Linked DNA regions of Sparus aurata: region 2 is linked to region 1. A link is a contact called in public Hi-C data. All regions are on one chromosome and are shown on one strand. Each heading gives the region's core, a stretch centred on a gene start, on an enhancer-like site or on the middle of the called end of the contact. The rest is flanking DNA. Distances are from core to core; before and after follow the strand shown. Region 1 holds the start of dop1a (DOP1 leucine zipper like protein A). Region 2 holds the start of ttk (ttk protein kinase).

Evidence for each region. Hi-C and Micro-C count contacts between places; a contact is called where the count stands out from the background.
Region 2: a contact with region 1 is called in a Hi-C map of an unstated tissue, with 2.1 times the contacts expected there. The contact joins the promoter of ttk here to the promoter of dop1a in region 1. A contact is called at or near these places in 2 of 2 Hi-C or Micro-C datasets (skeletal muscle and an unstated tissue).

The regions. Positions count from the first base shown.
Region 1 is chr17:10,863,169-10,868,002 of fSpaAur1.1, forward strand. dop1a (DOP1 leucine zipper like protein A) reads right to left here and starts at 2,887. Exons shown (of 37, transcript XM_030394038.1): 1 at 2,489-2,887; 2 at 1,014-1,211; 3 at 666-847; 4 at 409-579. The coding sequence starts at 1,151. ube3d (ubiquitin protein ligase E3D) reads left to right here and starts at 3,731. Exons shown (of 10, transcript XM_030392673.1): 1 at 3,731-4,006. The coding sequence starts at 3,915.
Region 2 is chr17:11,105,929-11,110,762 of fSpaAur1.1, forward strand. ttk (ttk protein kinase) reads right to left here and starts at 2,017. Exons shown (of 25, transcript XM_030392502.1): 1 at 1,877-2,017; 2 at 1,140-1,227; 3 at 821-1,043; 4 at 570-676; 5 at 335-478; 6 at 99-213; 7 at 1-10. The coding sequence starts at 1,879.

The DNA.
Region 1 (4,834 bases), core at 1,637-4,136:
AATTATTATATTATTAGTAGCACCGATGATATGAATAACTTCCCAGCTTTTGTCGACATACATTAAGAATAGGATAACAAAAAAGAAAAAGCATTAAAAACAACAAAAATGACTGAAAATACGAGATGTCTTGAGACGGTTAATGTAAACACAGTGGAGACAAATGTCTGCAGATAATTCCTGGCAACAATGAACCTAGTTTAACAGTAAGGGTGTATCTAAGAGACAGAAGTCTTGGGCTGTGTCTTGAGTTTGAAACACGACTCAGATATCTCATGTATCATTCATACAATCTGAAATCAATTTCCTTCCACATTACGCGATAAAACCCTCTCTCCTAATGGCTTGTTTCCAATGCCCTCACGTATACATTAAAAGTGTTTTTCTTTCCATTCCTGCTCGTCTTACCTGTCGTAATACTCGGAGCCCTCCTCCAGGCCTGGCAGGACCCCAGTCAGTAGCCCCTGTAGTCCTGGCTTCAGCGTCTTCCCCAAGGGCAGATAGTAGGTCTCATAGAGCCCCAGCAGCACAGGCTTCACAGACATAGCAGCGTTGGAGAGTAAAGGGAATAGCCCAGAGCTGCAGCGATGAAAAAGCGAAGTCAAGATCTGATACTAGCTGCAGACTTCATTCGGCGGTCACTGTAAGTAGTACGACAGTATTACCTGTAAAGAAAGAGGTCTTTGGCCAGCCTCTTGGGTCCAATGATCTTGAAGATGATCTCGTAGGTCTCCAAGGCTTTCCGGTGCACCCCACTGGGCAGGGCGGGGTGGAGGCATTGGGCCAGCCGCTTGCCTATCGTCAACTTCTTTGGAACCACCTGGTATTTTGCATTGTTCTGCAAAACCTGGGATGTAAAGTACATACAACGGTGGGTGAGGGCAGACAAGTGTTGGTGTGCTCGTTTTTTTTTTTAAATGTATATTCAACCCTCATGTATGTCTTTTTGCCTTCACAATAACTTGCAAACTACTGCCGTGTATTTCATGCCGGGGTCTGTCTGCGATCATTACCTTGTTGAGTTTGCCCAGTGCTGAGATGAGGTCTGCCCACTCACTGGAGTACTCAAAGTTCTTGAGGGCCTTGTCCACTGCTGCCACATAGTTCCTGTACTTGGAGTCACTGAGCAGCTCCACTTCCTCTGCATTCATTCTCCTGGGTGGTTATTAAGCGCTAATGTAAAACACCAGGCACACATAGGTACATCACACCTGCGATGAAAGCACAGAAGATAAAATAACAGATTAGTCGAGTCATCCTCTTGCTTGACAATTAAGAGTTAGTCCAAGCCTATCTCAAACAGAATCTGTTGGAATATTTATCAGGGTGTAGCTGGAGCCATTTCAATAGACTGAGTCATACAATTATCATGAGGAGCAAGTCCATTACGATCTTTGTTTAGTGAGTAGGTAAGACCACTGACGCGCTGAATCATCGAATGAACTCCCCCGAAAATCTGAGAAGTGTAGAGAATACAAGGAGTCATCCATTTTCACCCAGTGCTGCTTTCACCGATATAATGCAAGGGTTTCTGCAGCTGGCGAACAGGGGAGGGATGAGTCTGATGAGTCTGATGAGTCTGAGCACGCTACATAAACAAGCTTTGATTAAAAAGGCATAAATGCTGAAGAGAGCAGCTACACATGCTAACATGAGCGTGCCAAACAAGATGTGACCTAGTGACCTTTAGTCACTCATTCCTAAGAGGGGAGTGATAGGATCTTGGGAGGAAGAGAAAAAGGCAAGGGACATATTTGTAGTATTTTCTATGAGAGACATTCTGCCCTGTCACAACAATAACAGGTGGAACTGATAACTTAAATGGTGACTCAACGTATGTGGTCATCCCAGGAAACCGTACCAGAGAGCCAACAAGCACAATTCTACTGATCCATGTTAGTAGTTACACCTGAGCCTTTCCCTGCTGTGACGCGTCAAAATGTCTGCCGTGAAACGTTGTCTTACAGCAGATAACGGAGTGGATGGACTCTTAAGAAGTAGTAGCCCGCACACTCACACAGAATTACAAAAAAAAAAAGGTGGCTAAGGGCAGTAACGTTAGTGTGGCTGAAAACTCAGGGAAATGTAAGGCTGTCTCAGAGGCTAGCTTGTGCTAGCTCAGTTATGTTTGCTTCTCAAACAGACTTAAACGAACTTCAAGTCTGGCTGTGAAGTGTCAACGACCCAGTAACGGCGGAGCAGGTACGCACACCTGTCGTCCAAACATGGTGAGCGTTTTCAGATGTAACGTTAAACGTGCAGTGCTGAAAATTTCACAAAGAAAAAAAAATACTACAAGCTCCACTTTAGCTGTGAAACACTCACTAAATATTCTAGCTTCGGTAATAAGCGTGTTACTGCCGGGAGAGGGACTGTTACAGTAACGGTTCAGCTAACAGCTACCTTGTCACTAGCTAGGAAAGGTGATTTCCGCTAACATACACGCCACTGAATATCGATTAAAATGTAAGCGCATATGAAAGCTTACCGTCAAAGGACACGGGCCAGCAACTGTCATTCAATCATGTGGCCGGTTCACCCAGTAAAAACGGCTGACAGCGTCAATAATGACACCAGCGAGCTAGCTAGCGTTGGTAGCAGGGTGTTTAAATGATGGAGATGCAGGGCCCGGTCCGATGTCACCCGCTCATACATACAGCAGGTCCCCTGACAAGAAGGCTTTGGAGGCAGACAATAGGTATCTATTTTCTACATACTCATATTTCTCTTCGTAGTGTCCCGCAGTGTGTAAATAAACAGTGATGAGCGCATCGGCAGCTTCCAGTGCCAGAGATACAAAGCGAGACGATTGACAGCTCCCAGACTGCACTGCAGATCAGCCCTACGTCCAACCATAGCGTCCAACGGCTCCGCTCTTCCGCATGGACGTCTTCCGCCCCCGAGATTTGTCAAGTCGACCGCACTGACACCAAACACCCCCGGAAATGGTGTGCCGAGTCTTCAAAATAAAAGCTGGATACTCCCCACGGACTTTACTTAAATCCTATCCTGTATTTCCCCCAAATTGAAATGTATATTATTGTATGCTATTGTTCTTGATATGTTAAATTACCCAGTGCTTCATTTATTTAGCTGCAGAACATAGCTACTCACCTCTCCAAACTCTGAAGACAGAGGCTGTGGTCTTATTTTCTTATTTTTTGTCAAAAAGATAACAACAATAAATAATTTAAACTCTGCAACATTAATGCAACTGCCCTGGGACCCCCAGGCCAAAGTCTTTAAATAACATATTCTTAAATGGCATATTCCTAAATAAAAGAGTCCCGAAAGCAAATACTTGCGCCTGGGAAACCAGTTCAATCAGACAGTGGTTCGGAGTATTACAGCAGTGAAAGGCAAAAACGTATTTGGACACCACGTGGGATTAATCCTACAATAGCAAATACACAATTTAGTTGACCAGCATGATTCACAAGGGGAATGTTTCGAAAGCTATATATTGTAAATACCCCAAACCATTGTTGGCAAATGTTGTTTCATCACTACTCTCTATCCACATGATCAAAAATGCAAGATACCTGCCTTCACTTGAAGACAGTGTTAGTCACATCCCAAACCATTAATACTGTTTACCCTCTAATTCATACACATTATAAGTATGTCGATAAAGGAGGTGAAAGACAAATCATTATGCATTGGCACTTGAAGCATTTCACTTTATTTTGAAATATCTGACCGGATGCTCTTCTTCGTCTTCGCTGTCCTTGACAGCACCGGTATTGTCACGCTGCAGACTGGTACAGCCTCTTGTGTCTACCAAGTGAGATAGACGTGCTTTATGTTTGTCTTACTTTGGATGCTATGTTACTATCCGCAGTCACCCAGTTGTAGTTTTGGTTAGTGTGCTGTTCATTTCTTTTTCCGTTCTGTCTGAATCCTGCGCTCCCTGAATGTCAGACTTGGAGATGCCAGCTAAAACACATGGAGTTGGAGTCTTCTTAGAGCTGAGGAAAAGGCTCCAGACTGGACTTCTCATTGTCGGGTAATTATTCTGAAAGATAGCGAGATAAATTAACAGAGACAGTTATTACAGCCATTTCACATGTTTGTATTTCCTAGCAAGGCTAGCCTCGAGCGTTAGCTAACTTAGCATAGATAGCTAGCGTCAGCTATACCGTTAAATGTTACGTCTCTGTTGTTTCAGTGAACCATTCAACGACATTTAAAAAAACAAATTTTTTGTACAACAATGTCTCAGGAAATTAGTTACTTAAGGAATTACTGGGTTTATCTTTCTCTGGACTAAATAAAGGGGTCTGACAGAGAAGACGCATGTTATTCTTCTGTTTGTTGTCGGTCGTGTAACAAGCATTAACATATACTAAGTTTTGACGACAAGTCCCTTATCCTCAGAGATTCCTCTGTTTGTCATTACACTACACAAATAGTCCATCAGTGAAGACACTGTTGTGTAAGGGCTGTCTGTACCTTAATTCTAAAAAAAGGGGAAGATATATAAGGAAGATATATATATATATTATATATATATTATATATATATATTATATATATGTTATATATATATTATATATATTATATATATATATATATTACTATATATATATGTATATAATATGTCTATCTATTATATTACCTATATATATATTATATATATCTATATCTATATCTATCTCATGTATATATATACGATCTCTATATATCTATCTCTCTTCTCTCTCTATATACTATCTCATCTCTCATTTATATATATATATATCTTTCTTATCTATTCTATCTCTATCTATCTCTCTCTCTCTCTATCTCTCCTCCTCTCCTTATCTCTCTCTCTCTCTCTCTCTCTCTCTCTTCTC
Region 2 (4,834 bases), core at 767-3,266, 240 kb after region 1:
GGGCTCAGTCCTGCAGAACGGAGATCAACACAAGATGTTACTTTCTTTCAATCAAATAGCGGCCTTATCAACCATTGAAAACTTAGATGTTTTCTTACTCTGAACCAAAAATACTGGAGAGCTGCAAGTCGCCTGTCCCGTCTGATATTCTGTTGACTTTTTGGAACGTGGAGCCTTTTCTGACAGACTCGTGCACATTACTGTTCGATACAACTGGCAGAAGTAAAACACAGCAAAATGTGATAGTAAGATGATGATAACATTAACAACACACAAACTCTTTTCTGAATCTAGCTATGCAATGTGATGGAATGATACATTAATAAATACTCACATGGTACATTTTCCTTATCCTCTGCACAGGACTGTTGTGTTTTCCCTGCCTGCATGCTCCGCAAAGTCGTCTCCAGCAGTTCTCGTGGTTTGGCACCCAGTTCGATCGCATTCTGTAATATGTAAATGGCTCTCTTTGTGTTGCCTAGTGAGACAACAAAGCAGACACTGAAATACCCCAGCTAACATGTCATAAGAATACCTGACAAAGACCATCAAAAAGCTCTTTTCTCTACCTTGAGAATGTTCAAACTGTGCATGTGCAATGTGAACAAATGCAAACTTCTGGCTGTGAGATCTTGCCACGGTGAAGTTGGCTTCTGCTTCATTCACATCTTGAATTCTAATGAAAGAAAAAAATATATTTTTTGAAAAGCACATCAAAATATTTTAAGTCTGGCTTACTTTATTGACTAATGAACACAGAATTAAAACTAGAATGAGGACAAAGGTGTTTGATATGTTTGTAATAACTATGGTAACTCACACTTTTAGCTCTGCAAATCTGACCAACATCCTGGCATAGCTCTCATTCTCACAGTGCTTCCCCAGTGGCATATTGGAGAATACTCGGGTATAAAAGTCAACAAGTCTGGTGAGGTGGTTTCTATCCAGGTGAGGGTCCCCCTTCTTCTCCAGGTCCGCCAAATATGACAGGCATGATTCAGGGGAGTTGGTGTGGATAACCTGGTTAATATTGTCTGTGTCATCTGTAACGAGTGCAGGGCAACAGGATGACTTTATTAAGTGTGGACATACAATATGCATGGATGATATGTATGGATGTTACAGTGTCACACCATTACCTTCATTGAGATACTTTTTTATTTTGTTCAGTTTTTGATAAATCATGGCAAGCTGCTGCTTTCTGTCAGTGTGCTCCTCTTCCTCCATCTGAAATTGTGGGGTAGAAACATTACATCAGCCCAGACAAGGTTATGCACATATCCTGAAATGAAAATATACACCGAGGACACCACATTCTGTTAAAATAATGACGATTTAATAATTCCTTACTCAATATGACAATGTGCATTAGGCCTACTCATAAGCATGACTTCAGACCTTTTAAAAATCCTTACAAGACACTATGCCAAACCGGTGACGTTATAAGAGACATTTAACATGCAAGGGAAGATGTGCTGAAAGAAAATTATACATGTTCTATTGTAACGAAGAGCAGTTGAGTATTTGTTGACATGTCGACAACAAAACTAATGCCTTTACTTTCTTGAAACGACAAGGTAAGTTGTGTACAATTGCTGCAAATCAACACATACTTCCAGTAGCATATTTAAGGCTCAAAACTGGACACCGCCTTTCCTTTACCAAATCATGTTCTCTTTCGTGTTTACAATCCGAGTTAGCTCAGATAGCTAGGTGCTAACATGAGCTAACGGCGCTGTTAACGATAACTAGGTTAGCGAACTGGCTCCCCTGCGAGTCACGCAAGCTCAGAGGAAGTCAAACGTGCACAAGGCAAAGTATAAGGCCATTTTTTAACAACATTAAAACAACACATTCCGTTTCAAAATAACCTCACCATGTTTTCGCTGTCATTAATCCCTTTTCACTCTTATGGGGCAGGAAAAAAGGCTCGACATCAACTGCCAGCTTTCAAATATCCCACTTCCGCCCAAGTCGTGTGCTGATTGGATAGATTAGGGTGACGACAGGGGTTCGTCGGGCTCTTCTTCGTTGCTTGTCTTTGAGGGCGGTTTGCATCCAGGATTTTGTATTACCGCCCTCTACTAAATTTAAATAACACTTTTGGCTGCTCTAAATTTAAAAGAAGAGTTCTTCTCCACTCCTCATCCCACTTTCTCATAAAAAAACTAACTCGATCTAGGCTCAACACAGGCCTGAACACATTTTTGGGATTCGATACGTTTATTACTGTGGTCAAGCCCGCCTCCACTCCGAAAACCCCGGTCAACCTAACCGCCAGTTATTTTGTGGTGCCTGTATGTAGTTATTATTACGGTAATGCAGTGCCAGCACAGAATTCAAAATAAAAGCAGAGACTTACGAAGCCAAGCTGCGATTTCACAGGAATTCAATCAGTCAGTCAGTCTGTTAGTTGATTGATGAATTATTAAACGATTAGTTAATCAATTAATTAAGCATTTAAGGAATTAATTCATTGATTATCAACTTAATTCATTTTACCATCCTAATTCTGATCACACTGAAGCCTTAGAAGATGGAGGCCATGACAGTTCATCTGTGTGAATAATTAGCCCAACATAAAAATAAACACAATATCTGGAGTTTTTGATGGAGAATTTCAAAATAAAAGCCCACGTAATATCAAGTCAAAATTACATTAAGAGGAAACTCCCTGTTTCTACAGACTAATTTCAGTTAAGACTGATAGTACTCCACCTCAGCCAGTCAATCAGATAATTCCAAGACGTTCTGATGTGAAATTTCTAAAATGAAAGCCCTCTAAAATGTCAAATATTTCCGATATTTCTCTCTTAATTCCAGATTCAGGAAACTATCTGTTTCCACAGGGTAATTTTACAGCAGACTTATAGTACTCCACCTCAGAGAGTCACTCATGTAATATCAGGGAGTTCTGGTGTGGAATATCAAAATTAAAGCCCTCTGAAATGTGAAATATTTTCAATATTTCCCTCAAATTCAGATTGATATTGGAGGGAAACTGCCTGTTTCCACAGACTGATTTCTCTTGAGACTAATAGTACTCCACCTCAGAAATTCCACGTCAGAACTTCCTGATATTATTTGAGTGATTCTCTGGGGTGGAAAACTATCGATCTGAACTGAAATTAGTCTGTTGAAACAGGTAGGTTTCCTTTAATGTAAATCTGAATTTGAGGGAAACATTGAAAATATTTGACTATTAAGTAGGCTTTTATTTTGAAGTTCCTCATGAGATACTCAATATACTTACAATATACTTTTTATTTTTATGTTGGACTAATTATTCACATAATTAAAATGCCATGGCCTCCATCTTCTAAGGCTTCAATGTGATCAGATTTAGTATGGTAATTTGAATTAAGTAAATAATCAATTAATTAATTCCTTAAATGCTCAATTAATTAATTAACTAATCGACTGAATGAATGCGTTCATGTGAGCTTGCAAATTGTGTTCATAAATCCGTGCTTTTATTTTGAATTCCGTTCTTGGACTGCATTACCGTAATATCTACTATACATGCACCTGAAAATAACTGGGGGCTAGCTCGGAGTGGAGGCTGGCTTGACGTCAGTCCGATATTTGTGGAGTGACGGTGAGATCGAAAAGTAGCCGAAGCGGTATGTACCGATACCTAGACTGGTATACCGATCCTTGGAGTGGAATGTCGCTGACATTCTACTGTTATTTCCCCTACACATTACGGTATGTGCCACTTGAGACTGTTACGCGATTGAAAGACTGTTGGATGGGTAACTTACCGGTGACTCGATAGCAGAAAAGTTGAGCAACATTAGCCATGTTAGCTAAGGCTAGCTCTTCCATTAGCTTTGAGTAGTTTATAGGCAGAAATGTATTAATATTACTTTACTATCATATCGCAAGAATCCGAGTGTAATTACTTTATATATGCCTACATGCCAACAACATAACATACAACAGAAATGCATATATTCCTTTATTTGAGACAATGTGTTAAGTTAGCAATGTCAATAAAGACTCAAAAAATGTATACATTTACAGCAGTACTTGCTATAAAACCAGCCCAGTGGCATTATATTCATCAGGGGGTGGTACCCATCCAACAGTCTTTCAATGGCATAACAGTCTAAAGTGGCACATACCGTCATGTGTCAATGGAATACCAGCGGAATAACAGCGACATACCACTCCAAGGATCGGTGGACCAGTCTAGGGATCAGTATACACCGCTGAGCAGCAATTGACATGCTTTTGGCCACTTTTCGATCTCAGAGCTACTGTATTTGTGAGTAAAAAAAACTCAGATATATTTGCTAATATACACACATTTCTTAATCCGTAATATGTGATTATCACACACTTATGACAAAGCTATGTGATAGAGGCAGGATATTTTACAGTTTAACAATATAATATTGTTTTCCAAAGATGATATCAGTGCACTGACATGGCAAACTTCACTTGGAACTTGAAAATTATAAATCCCCCAAGCAGCTTTTATAACTTTACGTTCTGTTAAAACAAAGACATGTCATATTAGCTGATAACAGACAACATATACAGTATTAAATGACATATCCCTGATAGGCCAATAATATCAGCCAAATGATATGGCAAAAACAGAGACTGGTGAGTCCTGGTAACTGAATAAAGACACATTGACACCTTTCCACTTGCATGTGTTGTGACTGTTAGTTCAGACTATAAACTCTACATGAATGTATAGAATATGTATCTGAAATATTGAAATAAAAATGAATGAAATATCTTGTTTCAGAAGACACAAGAGTCAGGGTTTACAATAGCCCAGAGGGAATTACAAGCGCTGCTCCCTCAGTTTCCGACCGTA